2 separate regions of the Sus scrofa genome follow, and region 2 is linked to region 1. The links are chromatin contacts, called in public Hi-C maps. All regions are on one chromosome and are shown on one strand. Each heading gives the region's core, a stretch centred on a gene start, on an enhancer-like site or on the middle of the called end of the contact. The rest is flanking DNA. Distances are from core to core; before and after follow the strand shown. Region 1 holds the start of DCAF17 (DDB1- and CUL4-associated factor 17). Region 2 has its middle 7.2 kb from the start of DLX2.

Evidence for each region. A called contact is a pair of places that touch in the nucleus more often than the background predicts.
Region 2: a Hi-C map of heart right ventricle shows a contact between it and region 1, with 4 times the contacts expected there. The contact joins the enhancer-like site here to the promoter of DCAF17 in region 1. A contact is called at or near these places in 2 of 5 promoter capture datasets (fetal liver and liver) and 3 of 47 Hi-C or Micro-C datasets (embryonic fibroblasts, heart right ventricle and subcutaneous adipose tissue).

Annotation. Positions count from the first base shown.
Region 1 is chr15:77,563,236-77,566,221 of Sscrofa11.1, forward strand. DCAF17 (DDB1- and CUL4-associated factor 17) reads left to right here and starts at 1,394. Exons shown (of 12, transcript XM_021076469.1): 1 at 1,394-1,868; 2 at 2,289-2,392. The coding sequence starts at 1,743. It overlaps METTL8 (methyltransferase-like protein 8), which reads right to left and starts at 1,257. Exons shown (of 12, transcript XM_001925591.5): 1 at 1,010-1,257.
Region 2 is chr15:78,195,558-78,198,562 of Sscrofa11.1, forward strand. No RefSeq gene overlaps it. Among named protein-coding and RNA genes, the nearest start is that of DLX2, 7.2 kb to the right of the region's middle. Within about 2 kb of position 1,439, at least 27 of the 83 cell types and tissues checked have an H3K27ac peak or open chromatin away from gene starts, as enhancers often do. A contact at or near this core is called in subcutaneous adipose tissue, where this site is marked.

The sequences.
Region 1 (2,986 bases), core at 144-2,643:
TAAGTAAGGCAGAAAGGAGGCTATTTAACATAATAATGTGATAAAATGGTGAGGCCCTAAATTATGCTGGGGTATGAAGAGGAGACAGATATCAAAATCAAAAGTACTTGGTTGAGGATGAGGGAAAAGATGGCTGTCCCTTGGGTGACTTGGGGCTTGGAAGGTGAGATAAAGACCACTGGAAGACAAATAAGTGGGGGTGAAGGGGAAGATGAAAAAAGATTATGAGTTCAATTCAGCAATGATTTGAATTTCATTTCAGCCAAAGAAAATCCCGTTATCTTTTCTGGGTCCCAGTTTTCTCAGCGACAGCTGCATTCATGAATTAGCAAATTAACTATTATAGCGCTCTCTAAAAATATACAAAGCACTCCACAGTATGCTGTAAATAAGATATGAAAAATCAGCAAAAGCCTAGGCCCTAAAGGAAATTCAGCAGGGTTAAAAAGAGATATGACAAATTTTTCCTAAACACTTAACCCAACACACTCACCCAGGGTTGTACTTTTTGCTCTGTCAGATGGAGTTGCTGCCTTGCCTACCTCTGAACAAGAGGCCACGTGGGAAATGCAAAGACACCACCCTCAAGGGACTCACAAGCAGAGCAATAGGACAAGTCTGGTGCAAGATTGCTGAAAATGCAGTGTAGTGGGAACTCTGACCTACAGGCAGGGATAGTCACAAAGTCATCTTTTACTTAAGAGCAATCAAACTGGAATGCCTCGGGCAGTTCAATAATAATGTAAATATGTGATATTTCATTCCCGATAAGGAGGGAGTAAAATGTGAAAGGAAAATGCAGCAATTATTGCAAAACCTGCCCGCGTCTCTGAGGGCCACAGCAGGGCAGACCTCTGGTAAAGGGTAATTCAACTCCAGTTTGGCGGGAATGCCAGCATCTTCACCACTAACTCATAACACAAAAGCAGTGTTTACTGATCCCAAATGTTTAACTATACATCTCATCCAAAACGTTCACAGTACACTGAAGGGAAAGCCGAGGGCGTACCTTTCTTTAGCACATGATGCTGCCTCGGGGGGAAGGGATCGCACACGACACAATGCCCCTCTCGGCGTCCCGCCAGAGCCTCCCAAAGCAAGAGTCCAGGGGTTCAGAGGCTTGGGGGTACCGGGCGGCAAGAAACGAACCCCTGGGCGAAGGGCGTATTCTAAGAAACCGAGACCAGGAGGCGGCAGTACAGAGCCACCAGGCCCTCCCCCGGCGCCGCGTGCAGACCCGGAAAAGCGCGCCAGGCCTACAGCGCAGACTCAGCCCAGCCCCAGGAGGAGGGGCGGGGCGGGGCTGTGGTGGGTTGAAGGCGGGGCCAGGGCAAGGGCTCGCTGCCCGCTGCCTGATGGGGATTGTAGTTCTGGGAACAGGCCAGGCTCCCTCAGCGTGTACTGGGAACTACATTTCCCGGTGAGGGAACGGCTCCATCCGACCGCGCGTTACGCAGGCGTCGCGCTGTCGGCAGCCGGGTCCCGAGCCCTAGAGCGTTGGAGGGGCCGACGGAGAAGGGAGTTGCTTTTCCTTCCCACTTCTCCACTCACGGGCAGCACCGGCTCTGCCTCCCCTCGCCCCACCGCCCTGCGCCCACTGCCAGGCTCCCGGTGTCACCTTTTCCTGGGCCCCTCAGGGAGTTGGGGCCTGGAGGTTCGGCGGTAGGGGCCCTTGCTCTGCGCGGGAGTGAGGGGCGCGCCCCTCTTGGGCCCGGACAACTCCGCGATTGGCCCGCGCCTCCATGGGGCCAAGTCAGAAGCCCAACGTGTGCTGCCGGCTAAGTCGCCGGGCGCTGGGCTTCTTCTCGCGCGACGCGGGCGTGGTGCAGAGGACCAACCTGGGCATCCTGCGGGCGCTGGTGTGCCAGGTGACCACCCGCCACCGGGAGCCGGACCTGGGGCAGCGGGGCGACGGGGCGACGGGGAGGTCAAGCCTTCTTGCTGGGGTGCAGTTTTTCTGCAGGACAGCCCGTTTTTAAGATCTCACATGATGGTCAGGGTGATCCAGGCCTTGAAGCGGGGGGATTAGTAAATAACCATTAAAACGGAACCGCCGCATGCTTTTAGTTTTAACCTTCGTATATCTTCTTAGAAACAGTTTTTCTAAAATCGATCACTCCACTTAAGCCAAAACGCGAGGGCAGATTGAGGAAGCATTGAACATAATGTTTTCTAAAAAGTACATGAAATTACTTTGCAAACTGTCAATTTAACCATCCAACTTAAAATTGGTGCAGAGTGGAAGCTTATGAGTTATTTCCTAAACTGAAGTTCCTTGTGTCTTTCAGGAAAGTACTAAATTTAAGAATGTTTGGACGACTCATTCCAAGTCACCTATAGCCTATGAGAGAGGAAGAATATATTTTGATAATTATCGATGCTGTGTCAGCAGGTATCTGGTGAAAATTTTTGTTGTAATTCATTTGACTGTTGATCTGAACTCTAATATTTATGGAAACACTTATGCCTACATTAGTGCTTGTGAAATAAGAGAATGGAAAAATGGGTCCAAAAATAAGAGTAGGGGATAAAATGTGTGTAACTTAAAAATCTTGTTAAACCTAAAGCTTGAGGTTTCATTTTCATTTTATTGGTATTCGCTATAATACCAATTTATAGCGAATTCATGTTGCAGGCAAAATGATAGCTTGCTGGGTACAATGTAGTATTTTATGCTGCTTAAAAGATAGAGTCAAGAGATACAGGTATCTAATAATTAGATGCTTATTTATTTATTTACTTATTTATTGTCTTTTTGCCATTTCTTGGGCTGCTCCTGTGGCATATGGAGGTTCCAAGGCTAGAGGTCTAATCAGAGCTGTAGGTGCCGGCTGACAGCAGAGCCACAGCAAGGCGGGATCCAAGCCGCGTCTGCAACCTACACCACAGCTCCCGGCAACGCCAGATCCTCAACTCACTGAGCAAGGCCAGGGATCGAACCCACAACCCCAGGGATCGAACCCACAACCCCATGGTTGAACCCGCA
Region 2 (3,005 bases), core at 189-2,688, 630 kb after region 1:
AGGGGGTCTGGGATTTTTCAGGTTGGCTATAGGATTCCGGAAGTGTCTAATGCCACATGATTGCTGCAGCTTTAGGGGAGACATTCATGCCTCAAATAGCGCCTTGGCCAGGGTGGCTTTAATTGAATTTCTTGGGCTTTTTCTTTTAATAGGGGCAAATGAGAAAATTGGCCACCCAAGGTAAATTTTCACTGTTCTCCCCTGAACATATTGGGAAGAGAATCCCTTTTCCAGAGTGTCTGCTGGCTCCAACTTAGATGCCCAGGAGGTCCTGGCCCCGACCCTCAATGCAGCAACTGAGCATAAAGTGCTGGAGCCAGATCCCCCTCCCTTCCAACACCTCTTTTATGCTTTCTTTTTCTTGTTCTCTCCTTCCTTCGGCCCCTTTCCCGGATTCTCAAAAACACCCTTCGAAGTGCAGCCGAATAGGGCCTTGGAATCTGCCGGCCGAGTGGAGGGGGGGCAGGAGGGGTTCGGGGGTAGCTGGCTGAGGAGTTGGTGTGAAGCGGTCATCACCCCAAGACAGTGACGCCCAGGGCTGGTGGATAAGATTCTGCTTTCTAGGGGGCTTCGGGACAAGGAGGCCAGGAGCTGAGGATCCTCGGGGCGGGTCCTGCGACCTCCTAGGCTCTTCTTTTATCTCCACTGCCAAGAGATAGCGCCCCCCAGAAACACTCAGTCCCCACTTGGGCGGCGCTTCTCTCGGCACTGAGACAGCCTGCGACTTTAAGAAGCCAAGGCTAGGGCAGTAGAGACACGGGGCGGGGCGGGGGCTGCCCCGGAAGGGAGGCTTGCGGCGGATCATTGCGGGAGAAACCACCAGGAGCCCGGCCACCGCTCGGAGCAGCCCGGGCTCTGTCGGGTTCCAGGGCCAGAAGTTGCCATTGTTCCGTGAGCGATGACTTCATCTCTAGGATCTCTGAACCTCCTGGACCACAAAAAGGAGGGCAGGAACTGGCGTGGGGAAAGCCCGCCATGTTTGTTTCGTGCGGGCCCAAAACGGCCCCCTGGTACTACCCGGGCGCGCTCCAAGTCCAGTCCCTTCCTCCACGTCTCCTTTTCTCCTTCCCCGGAGTTTTAATTCTCTGGCCCGTAGCCCCGGCCCGCCACAGGGAGCCTTTCTCCACCTTTCCCGGCTCCGCGCCCAACCCTGGCTCTTGCCTCCGCCTTCCAGCTCCTAGCGCTGGCTGGACCCGACCCGGGGCGTAGCGGGTGGCATCAGTGCTCCTGAGAATCCCCAAACGGGCCTTGGGCGAATCCTGGGAGCGCCGCGCAGCCCGCAAATTACTAAGACACTGCAGTGTTTTCGGTCTGGCCGTAGCCGGAGGTCGGAGAGGAGCAGAGGCGGCCGGGAGGGAAAAAATGTCTGTCTAGAGACTGTTAGGGATCTCACGTGGAGGCCTAGTGGCTGCTCCATCAGAACCTGCCTGCTCTCTCTTTTAGTCAAACACACCGTCTCCCCCGCCCCGCCCGGTCCCAGGCCCCAGGGCGGAATGTAACATCTTGTAATGTGGCAATCACTGCCAAACCCGTCCCCGCGAGGGGCACTCCCGCCAGGGGAGCCTCCGAGGGTGGTGGGGCCTCCGCATCCGCCAGCCCCGCTGTGTTTGTGCGGCGGGGGAAGAGGGGGGAACCGGTCAGGAGGTTAGAGTTGAGGGGCAGCTCCCAGGTGGAGAGGGAGAACCCGGCGGGGGAAGGCTTCCTCCTGGTGGTTTTTTGTATCACAACCCTGGGAGAGCCCGCCAGTCCCCCGGGAGCCGACTAGAGGCCCGTGTGATCAAGACTGCAGGATCGCATCTCACCTACCGGCTTCCCGGGACCCCGAAGTCAAATGCAAAGGGACCAGTATTTTAGGAGAAAGACAGACTCTGTAGTTTCATTTTCAAAGAGGTCTCTGACCCTAAACAGGTTTAAGGCACTGGTGGTCGCTCTTCCCTAGCGGGAAAAGACCGGGTTTGTGACTTCTGAGAAAGGGCTTGGGGGGGGGGTAGTGTTTTGGGGAGAGCTGGAGTTGCTTCTGGGTTTACTGTTGGTGAGGACGACTTTGTTTGAAAGGCCGGGGGACTTTCTGCTCCCAGACGTCATTCTCATTCGCGGGGCTTTTTAACACTGGAGGGGACCACTGGCGCACTTCTGCACTGCTCTCTTTACCCCTCTTCCCCGCCTCCCCCCTTTTGCCAAAGAACTGTTTGTAAACAAAGCTCCAGTCTTCCAGCGCTCTCTCCGCCCCCATCAAACCTGATACTTCCCGCAAACTCGCCCCACCAGTCTCGGAAATCCTCACACAGGACGGATATTCACAAATTTTCACAAATAATCCTGAAAGAAGGCGGAGGGGAAGCCTCCTAAACGGTCCCACATTGCAGCCGCGCTGATTAGGCCCGGGATCCATTCCCTTTCTTTCCTGCCCTCCCCGGCCCGGGAGCGGCGGGGCTGGCGGCGGGAATTCGGGGCAGCAGGAGGGGGATGAATCTACACCCGCGGAGCATTAGGGGCGGGGTGGTCTGCAGCAGAGCTCGCGCCAGGCGGGGCTGGGCTGGGGTGGGGGTTGAAGGGGTACTGCGAGGAGCAGGGGACGAGGGTGCACCCAAACTGCCTGCAACGGGAGTTGGAACTCAGTGCCCGCGCTCCGCCGGAGTTCCGAGCCACCCTGCCAGGGGGTGGAGCGGAGGGGACCCGGCACCCCTCACTCTTCGGCTTCCCTCCCCCTGCTTCCCAGCACTTGTCATATCCTGTCTCTGGCCTGATATTTCACACGAGCAAATGGAAGCGGATTACAAAGAAGATTTATGTGTGTTCTGAGAGCGGCTGGTTTCCCAGTGTAGGGAGCCGAGATCGCTGCTTCCCATTTCCATTTTTCATTCGCGCTTTGGGGAGCGCTGTCGAGCGCGGGGGGGAGAGTGTCTGCAAGGCGGCGGGCTGATCACAGGGCTCCGAGTCTCCCGGCGGGCCCCGAGACTGTGAGAATGGCTGGCCAGCGCGTTGCCCCCGGCAGGGCTGGAGCC